Regions from separate parts of the Mus musculus genome. Here region 1 is linked to region 2. Evidence: chromatin contacts called from public HiChIP or PLAC-seq data. All regions are on one chromosome and are shown on one strand. Each heading gives the region's core, a stretch centred on a gene start, on an enhancer-like site or on the middle of the called end of the contact. The rest is flanking DNA. Distances are from core to core; before and after follow the strand shown.

Region 1 (4,806 bases), core at 1,330-3,829, 200 kb after region 2:
GCAGTCTGCCAACTGTGATTCCAAGATGAGAACGCTGGCCCAGCTGACTCGGAATACGCATGTTTCAGCACCTATTTAAAGCACAGTCACACACCGACACGCCTTTATGGAAGCACACGGATGTCATTACTGCTCTCGAATTTTGGCTTGGAAAGGAAACATAGCCATTAACCACCTGAGATCTCAGTGGACAAAGAACACCATAAAATTTTATGACGGTGAGACAGGAGGTTGACAATGTATGCATCACTGTAAACTGGAGAAGTTCTGTCAGAGTTGATGAATACAGGTTAGTTACTACCCGTGAGGGAAGACTCCGTTTGTTCTGAGAAATGTTGTAGGATCTGTGCAAACAGCAGGTGCTGTGTCTTTGGTCTTCATCCTACTGTGTTTGGACAATGCCAACAGGACTTCCTACACACTGTCTGTGCATCCATGGTGCACTGTGTTATATGTATTTTAGATCTCTGTGACCAGCAGCAAAAAGGCTCTTTTAGTTATTGCTGTCTTGTTTTGTTTGAGACAGGGTTTTTGTCACCTCGGTTCACCTTGAACAGGCCAGGTTTATAGGCGTGTGCCACCATGCCAAGTAAAACTTGAAGGCATCTATCAGTGTCTCTCATGCTCTGACTTATATTTATGGAACAAATACCACTCGGGCTGGGGAGAGGAAGTGTTTTAACACTGGGAACCAAGCTGAGATCCAGAAGTTCTGAATGAAACCAAATGTTTTGGATGACAATTTCAGGTTTTTTTTTTTTTTTTTTTTTTTTTTTTTTTTTTTTTTTTTTATTAAAGCTTGCTCTCTTGGGGGCCATAGACACCACAGATGAAAACTTCTCTGCTATGTTTAGCTGCTGTTAGTCAAAGTACTGAGTACCTTTTTATGTTTTTAGAATTTCCTAAACGGCTTAAAAGCAAAGATAATGGAAGAGGGCAATATATTTCCCTTTATTAACGTAGCTGCATTTCCAGAGATATTTCTTTTCAAATAGCTCATGAAAGGACTTGCTCAGGATTGTCATAGCAATAAAGAATCTCGAGCATGGATCCATCAGCTACCCTCTAGGTGTCCGGCCTTTGACTGATGCTATCACCTTCACAGGTCTGTGTTTCTTCTGGACAAAACAAAAGGCAGGGAGCCACTACCCTCCTCTGACAAGTGGAAGAAAACTCTGCAGAAAATCAGGGCTCTTACAGCGGGAAATGCCTGATGTCATATATTTTCCTTAATAAAGACTAAGCTGGCCGTCCACTAAACCAATCTGAGAATGTGACCTGTAACTCACAGTCTTAATTACAAAGAGGCAACGTGAATAGGTTCATTAATGTGGTGAAGGAGCAGCGACCCTACCTGCCAAGTGGCAAGGTGGGAATAATTAATCTGGTCAATTAAAAGGAAATAGATAATTTAAAATGCAAAGGCATCCATGTGGCGCAATGCATTCTGCTCTCTGGAATTCCAGATTCCTGCCATCAATTCTACTCTTCTTCGTAATTTCCTTCATCTTTTGCTTTTGAAAAATGTGTCAGGCCACACTTGAATCAAATAGAAAACTCCTTCTGTTCTTAAAATTATGACCCGTTTCTGTCTTGTATTCTAAAATATTTATCCATTCTAGCATGTATTCTAGAAATGCACCCCCCACCCCGGGACTACTGAGTCCCCAGCCACACCACAGCAGTGGTCTCCCCCCCCCCCCCCCATCTTGTAGGGCTATTATAGTTTACTTTCCCTTCAAGATTGTTTGCCTATTTTTTTCTGCGGAATTTTCATACTTTAAAATTGCTAGAGTCTGAGCCACCCTGTCTGGCTTATCTAATCCCATTTATGATCCTATAACCTTGAAACTTGCCACAACCTGGCGTGCCAACAGCAGATCCTAAATACATAGGGTGGTGTGTTTGCTTTGTGGAACAGGAAATTAGTCAAACGGTTACTTTTCCGCAAATGTTCATAATTCCTCGTGACATTTACAAGCCCAGGAGTAGTGCTTAGACGCAAAAACAATTTCAGAACACCTCAGGGAGAAGCGAGCGGTTATCAACAGCAAGGCCGCTGCACTTTAGTGTTCGTAAGCGTCCATCAAGGGCTTGGCTGCAGCGCCAAGGAGAATCCACAGGTGCCAACTCTGCCGCCAGCCAGCATGGGTTAATGCGACCTTGCTGTGTGAAGTCCAAAGAGAAAAGAATGTATCAGTGTCTTAATCCTTCTCAGCTGGTGCAAGCCCAGGCCCGGGGCAGACGTTTATACCACTGCCTTTGTGATCACAGTAAAGCTTAAAAAAAAAAAAAAAAAGGGAGCAACATCTGGGGTTTTCAGTCCGCTCAAAGGAAGGCTTTTTATGGTGAGAATCTGAGTTGTTCCAGTCGCTAAAGAAGGGAAATTCTCATCTAAAAGAACAACAAAAACCCAACTCAAACGCTTTGGTGGTAAAGTACAAGGCGATAAGGTCTCTGTTTCCTAGGTGTTAGACTTGGCAAGCCAGACAGCGCCAGGGTGGAGTGGAGATTGCGCTGGCCGAGCTCAGACTCAGTGGTGCAGATTGTCGGCTCTGCAGGAGGCCCGCAGCGGCCATATGTGCGGAGCTGAGTGAGATGGGATAAACAGCTGCTGCCAGGAGTCTGACGCCTGGCAAGCAGGCTGGCCCAAGCCCTCCTGTTTCCAAAATCAAAATCACCAGAGGGATTCCCCTTCCTGCAGTTCCAGCCAGTAGTTTTATAAAACCATAAAGCACCGCTGTATTGTGGTTTGTAATAATCCCTTACATTTGTAAAGCATTTTACAGTTTACTAAGCACTTTACAGACGTTATTTCATTTGAGCCTTCTAACGGCCCTGGAGAGCAGCAAGGCGCAGACACAGCGATTGGCTATCCAAAGATGGAGAAAGGGAGTCCCAGACAAGGATGCCACGAACTGGGTGTGTCACTTTGGCCATTGTCTCCTCACATCTGACCTGGAGCTGCCCATGGATATGCGCTCCACCACCCTCCCCCTACCGCCCCCTTTTGGGAACTTGGAGGTCCAGGAAGTGATCGCAGCTAAAGTTATTGTGTGACTCCATTTGTTTTTCTTTTGTGTAAGCATCAGAGGCTCTGCCCTGGGTCTTTCCTTTTAAGACAGCAGGGGAAGGAAGAAAGTTGGAAGGAGCTAGCAAGGAGTCAAGAGGCGCGGGGCATGCTGGGTGCAGGATCCTAAGTGCAAGGGACTTCAGAGCTGCTGGGTTCTCAAGTCAGCACCGCACTGCAAAGATCAGCAGAGATGACCTTCGCACAGAGGAAATGATTCACTGTCCCTTTGTTCTCCAAGGCTGTCACCAAAGCACACTGCAGAGAAACAGGCCCTTGACCTGGAAATCTCTGGGCTTGCTCTCATGTGTCACCAGACTTACTGAAAAACTCCACAGGGACATGTACTGAGATTCCCCCCTGACCGGTGAACAAACGGAGTGTGAACCCAAGCTTGTTCAAGCCTCTGAGATGGAAGAAGGCATGGTAGACTCTGCAGCTCTTAGCTGCCATGACCCTTCCTAAAGCAATCAGGGGGCGAGGAACGCTACACATTTTGGCTTTAGTGTCTTTACATCAATTGATGCCAGCACAAGACTTGTACCAGGCAAAGTTAAGTAGGCGTGAGGATTTTTTTCAAGGCTGTTGCAGTTGGTGAGAGGCCAGAACTCAGTCTGGATTCAACTCTGCTGAAGCGGGGATAGGATTTTTAAGCAGTGGGGTGAGAAGGAGATTGAGCCGTCTGTTTGTTAAGTGGCTTCAGCCAAAGGAAGCCACCTTCTCATGTCTTCTCAACAGATGGTAGTCCCACTATTTTGATGCCAGGAAAGTTGGGCTCCCCTCCCCACACCACAGAATAGGGTACGGGGTTCAGATGTAAGAAGGATGGTCTCTCCTTTGATGATTGTGTTTCAAGCTGTCACGCCTATGTCCTTGAGAAGACATTCTTGGGTTATAAAAACAAGCAAGAGACTTTAAAAATGATTTAAATTATCCCGTGTCAGGATTTAGAACGGGAGCAAACAAACAAACAGCCCGGGTGACGTTTAGCCATGCTGAGGTGTTTCAGAGCATGGATGTAGGTCTGAAGAGTGCCCGTTTAGAAGCTGGAGAGATGGCTTAGTGGTTAGGAACACTGGCTGCTCTTCCAGCTCTGTTCCTAGCATCCGCATGGTAGCTAGTAACCATCTGTAATCCACTTCCGGGAGATCTGACGCCCTTTTGTGGCCTTTGACTGAACTTCATACATGTGGGGTACAGATATAAATGCGGTCAAAACATCCGTATACATCAAAATAATTATCTACTAAAAAAAGAAAGAGAGAGATCTTTTCATAGAACTCCTCTGACAGTGCATAGAAGCAATACAGTGTCCACCCAGAGGATCTTTGTCTTCAGGAAGGATTACACAGCAGAGGTAAAGTCAAAACACTAAGTAATTTAGGCTTTTCCCCAAAGCCCAAGAGAGATACACTTAAAGGTACAGATATTTTCACAGGAAGAAGACTCCTTGTGAATGTCCATACCCCACTTAGGTTATAATTAGTTCGACAACCCTCAGGTGCACACCACATTCTGCCAGAAAACTCCGCTCCACCAAATCTCCAGTCGTTTACTCTGCAGAAGTCACCGGGGACGTTGACAAACTGGTTAGTGACAGCCATCAAACTTCAAAAAACATTAAAGCATGGAGGGCCTGAAATCTTATGGTTGGATCCACTTGCCAATATTTCTACCAAGTAAGAAGGTGCAACGTACTCTCCGCTCTCCTCCTGTGCCCGCCTCCCCATTCACTG
Region 2 (4,335 bases), core at 1,603-4,102:
CTTCTTTTCTTCTTTCTTTCTTTTTGTTTTTGTTTGTTTGCTTGTTTTCTTTTTCAAGACAGGGTTTCTCTGTATAGCCCTGGCTGTCCTGGATCTCACTCTGTAGAGCAGGCTGGCCTCGAACTCAGAAATCCACCTGCCTCTGCCTCCCGAGTGCTGGGATTAAAAGCATGCACCACCACTGCCTGGCCCTGGTCTTCTTTCTATTTCTTTGAGATCCGGTCTATTTTTGCAAGGACTCCAGGCTGCTCTGGGCAACAAAGGCAACAACACCCATTGAGGTGAGTGTTGAAGCTGAGTGAGAAAGAGGTAGAGCAGATGCTGGGGGAGAGTGTGGAGAGTGCAGAACTGCCTCTGGGAGCTAGTATGCATTTGAAAACCAGTTCAGGGGGTTGGGAGTATGCCTCGGAATCTTCTGTTGTTTCTTTCTGTGGTGTCTGGGATGGAATCTAGGCCTAAATTACCCCAGTCCATTGCTACACGGTGTAAGCTCTCACCCACCTTTGCCACACCCCTATGATAGATGTAGTTCACAGCAACTGGGAAGCTCAAAAGTGTGTTATCTGCTTTTCACTCTGCGTGGAACTCAACACCAGATGAATTATAAATTAAACTGTGAATAGTACAACAATAAAGAGCTTAATGAAATAGAGGTTTAATGAAACAATAAAGGGTTTAGTGAGAGAACAAAAGAATGTTCCCCAGCCCCCTGTGTCACTGAAGTTGGCAAAGATGTTTTTAAAGTAGACAAAGGTAAAAAAAAAAAAAAATGAATCAGAGATCAACAAGGAAAAAAAAATCAGCACACTGATAGACCATCAACCAAAAACCTTGAAGAAGGCAGGCATCCAGGGGCTAATAAGCCTATGAAAAAGTATCGTCTTTCTTAGAAGAGATGAGAAAGTTGGAGCCAAACTATATCTGATCTTAAATTACATTTATCTATGTGTTGTGTGTTTCAGGGGTCATTTCTCACCCTCCGACTGTGTGGAATCTGGGCATCGAACTCAGGTCATGAGGCTTGACAGCAAGTACCTTTACCCACCGAGCCATCTTGCTGGCCCCAGTTCAGATAGCTTTACTGGGAAACTCCAAAGATGAATAACACTTGAACGAATAAGCTTAAAATTGCATGTCATTCTGAATAGCCTGATAAAAATCTCAGCAGGGCCCTACTCTGCTGCTTCTGGGATGGGAAGCGTGCCATGCCGCTTGCCGATGCTCGTCACCCGTGTCCAACCTAGTAACTGCATCCAGGGAGCCATGTCACTTGAATTCAAGTGGTCCATATTGTATTTAATAGCAGTTCCAGAGCAAGAGAGCAGTGAACCCTGCAAGCTGAACATGCCAAAGAGCAGCAATGAAGTAATCTCTCTCCCTCCTTCCCCTATCTCCTTTCCTCTTTCCTTCTGAAATAGCTTCTCTTGTACCTCAGTCTTGTAGTGTAGCCAAGAATGATCTTGAAGGCAATCCTTCTGCCTCTCATCCTCAAGTGCTCAGATGGCAGGCACTCACAACCACACCCACTCTATGTGATGCTCGGGACCAAACCCAAGGCTTTGTTTCTGCCAGGGAGGCGCTCTCTACAGATGGAGCTACCCCATCAGCTTTGTGAAGTATGTTCTTTACACAAAAAGGGAAACGTTCTTGACTTAAGAAAAAGAAAATGAATGGATTCTGACGTTGCTCTGATCCACTGTGATCGGATCTTCTTACTTAGAAATGGAGTGTCCGGCTTTCCAAGTCTGGCTCATTTCATGTAACATGATGATATCTGGTTATACCCATTTGTTGGTAGATAGGATCTGGGGCTTTCCCCCTGGAATAATACTCCACGGGGTGGATAGATTACGTTTTTCTTAATCCGTTCTTCCGTTGATGGATATCCAGGCTGATTTCACAACTCTGAGTATTGTGATAACCACTGGTGTGCAAATGTTTTTGGTGACACTCATACACAGATTCCTTTAGGTATCTAAAGAAATTGGCCAGCTGGATCATATAACAAGGTCTTTGTTTTGTGGCTGGACTACCTTACTTTGCCACCAACAACGTGTAAGGCATCTCTTCCTATATCTGTTCTAACATTTTCTGTTTGTTTTCTGTTTGATAGTCACTCTGACTGGGTAAAATGGAAAAACAGTGTAGTTTTGATCTCAAGTTTCCCGATGACTAAGGACATTAATTTTTTTGTATATATTTATTGGCAGTTCTTTTGGGCACTATCTATTCATCTCACCTTTGCATTTATTGGTTATATTACTTGTTGTTAGGTGGTGGATATTGAATCGAGGGCTTTAGTTCTACCACTGAGCCTCACTCCGGCTTAGAAAGGAGTGTGCAGTGGCTTCTGGAGTTGCTGATAGCATCCATTTCCTTTGCTGGGGGCTGGCTCCATAGGGGTTTGCATATGAAAATCCACCAATCTCCTCCACTATGATTTGAATATTTGTATGTGCGGATGGTCTACCTCAGTGCAAAGCGATTTGCAGTTAAAACAAGAGCAGTGCCGTTCTTACACCGTCCTGCCTAGAGAATTCCACATGTAACTAAGGCCAGCCAGATGGAATGATGGGAGATTTGGAAGGCCAAAGGGAGATGAGAGGTGTTTCCCCTGTCTGTGAGGGTGCTGAGGAGCTTGCTATGTGAAACGGGATTTTCCCAGTCTACCAACACCATTGGGGATAAGTGGTGGTGATGTCAGCAGTGACTGTGGAGAGCTTCTTGACCTCTTGAATGTAACCATGTGGTCTGAACAGGAAGCATGACCGCAGCCTTCTGACTTCTGCTCTCCCAGCCCTTCCTGAGGTTTCCTGAGCACATGATTGCTGGTATTCACTGGCAGCTGTGGTGTGTGTGCAGCCCACAAGCTGATAGGCAGCTAGCTAGTAGGCGTGGTGCTTGGTGTGAACTAAGACTCTCTTGGAAAGGGAATGATCACCTGCAGTTCTACCAGGTAGAGCCATTGCTTTTCTAGAGAAAATTAGGCTTTAGAGCTAGCCTAAATCTACCTGATGTACCGTACAGCCACCTACATGACAAGGTCTGCTGGTTTCTGCTGCCACTCAACAGCAATTCTGAGACCATCATTTTTGTTCTCTACAGAGGTAACTGGATGAGTCTTTTTGCTTTAGTCTACATGTCCTGCATGTCTTTCCACTTGTGGGCATTTGAATAAAGGATTCATAGAAGAGCTGTAGGGGGCCCTCCAGAGATGAACACACAGACATCAGCCAAATGGAATTCTTTATTCCAACTGCGACTCTACTTCTGTATTCAGGACTGAAGTGTAATGCATCGTGTTTAGAGAAAGGGGTTTTTGAAGGCAAAAACCACATCTTGGAATCTCGCATGGCAGCTGCAGGGAAGGTTTTGCAAAAGCAAACCGTTTAACAGAAGTCAAGCTAAGCAATTAGCTGGGTGAGGGGGCTCTGCATAAACAGGTAGCATAACAGAAGCCAAAGTAAGCTATCTGGGACATTATTGACCTCAAGTTCCTAGAATAGAGTTGGACAATTTTCCATGAAAGGGTTCTCATGAAGAAGGTAAAATTCTACTCAAACCTAAAATGTCCTCAGCAAGAAAACAAGATGGAGGAACCTCTGCACTGTCTTGCTCAGTCACATAAGGACTTCCTATTCTGGTAGGATTAGTATCCCTTCCTTTTGGTCATCTTACTTGATTACTTTAGCAAAGCCCTTTATTTTACTCAAGGCTAGCTTATGACCCCAGCCCAGTATCGCATCATCATTGGCCGAGACTTCCAAAGATCAAAGCAGATTGGTAAAAGACAGAAAACGAAAACTTGTAAGCCTAAGGCATCTATATCCAGCTTTCTTGGAACACCTAGCATTTAAACTCAGACATGAGCACTGAGAATCAGAAGCACAAAGACAAACTGATGTTTGAAGAGGAATTATTGAAGCGAGGAAGTACAGGATTCGTGTGCTTGTTAGGAAAAGTCTATATAGACCAAGGACCTGAGCCCAGAGGTGTTTGCAAGTCCTGGTTCTGTGCTCAATGCCTTCTGGTTTGCACAGACCCCCTACTCTAGGTGTGGCTCCTACCTGGCGACATCAGCACTCCAGGAGCTGCTTAATGTTGTAGGATCTTGGGTCCCAGACCTTATCAAAATGGAGCCCACATTTTAACATGACCTCTACAGGTAAATTGCATGTATGATACAATTTGAGGACTAGAGCTGAGTAGATGGTTTAGTCAGTAAAGTCTTGGCATGTAAGAATGAAAACCTGAGTTCAATTCTCAGAGTAGGCACATACAGAGATAGACAGACAGAAGACACACACACACACACACACACACACACACACACAC

Evidence for each region. HiChIP or PLAC-seq counts read pairs in DNA pulled down with a chosen protein or histone mark.
Region 1: a FOXA1 HiChIP or PLAC-seq map of pancreatic cancer cells shows a contact between it and region 2. The contact joins two enhancer-like sites. A contact is called at or near these places in 12 of 484 Hi-C or Micro-C datasets (the Ba/F3 cell line, CD8 T cells, embryonic stem cells and 2 more), 13 of 115 datasets of contacts at active chromatin or transcription factors (embryonic basal ganglia, embryonic limb bud, embryonic stem cells and 5 more) and 1 of 9 other capture datasets (embryonic stem cells).

The regions. Positions count from the first base shown.
Region 1 is chr2:75,957,467-75,962,272 of GRCm38.p6, forward strand. No RefSeq gene overlaps it. Among named protein-coding and RNA genes, the nearest start is that of Ttc30a2, 18 kb to the right of the region's middle. Within about 2 kb of position 2,580, at least 111 of the 459 cell types and tissues checked have an H3K27ac peak or open chromatin away from gene starts, as enhancers often do. A contact at or near this core is called in pancreatic cancer cells, where this site is marked.
Region 2 is chr2:75,760,714-75,765,048 of GRCm38.p6, forward strand. No RefSeq gene overlaps it. Among named protein-coding and RNA genes, the nearest start is that of Gm34657, 6.0 kb to the right of the region's middle. Within about 2 kb of position 2,853, at least 131 of the 459 cell types and tissues checked have an H3K27ac peak or open chromatin away from gene starts, as enhancers often do. A contact at or near this core is called in pancreatic cancer cells, where this site is marked.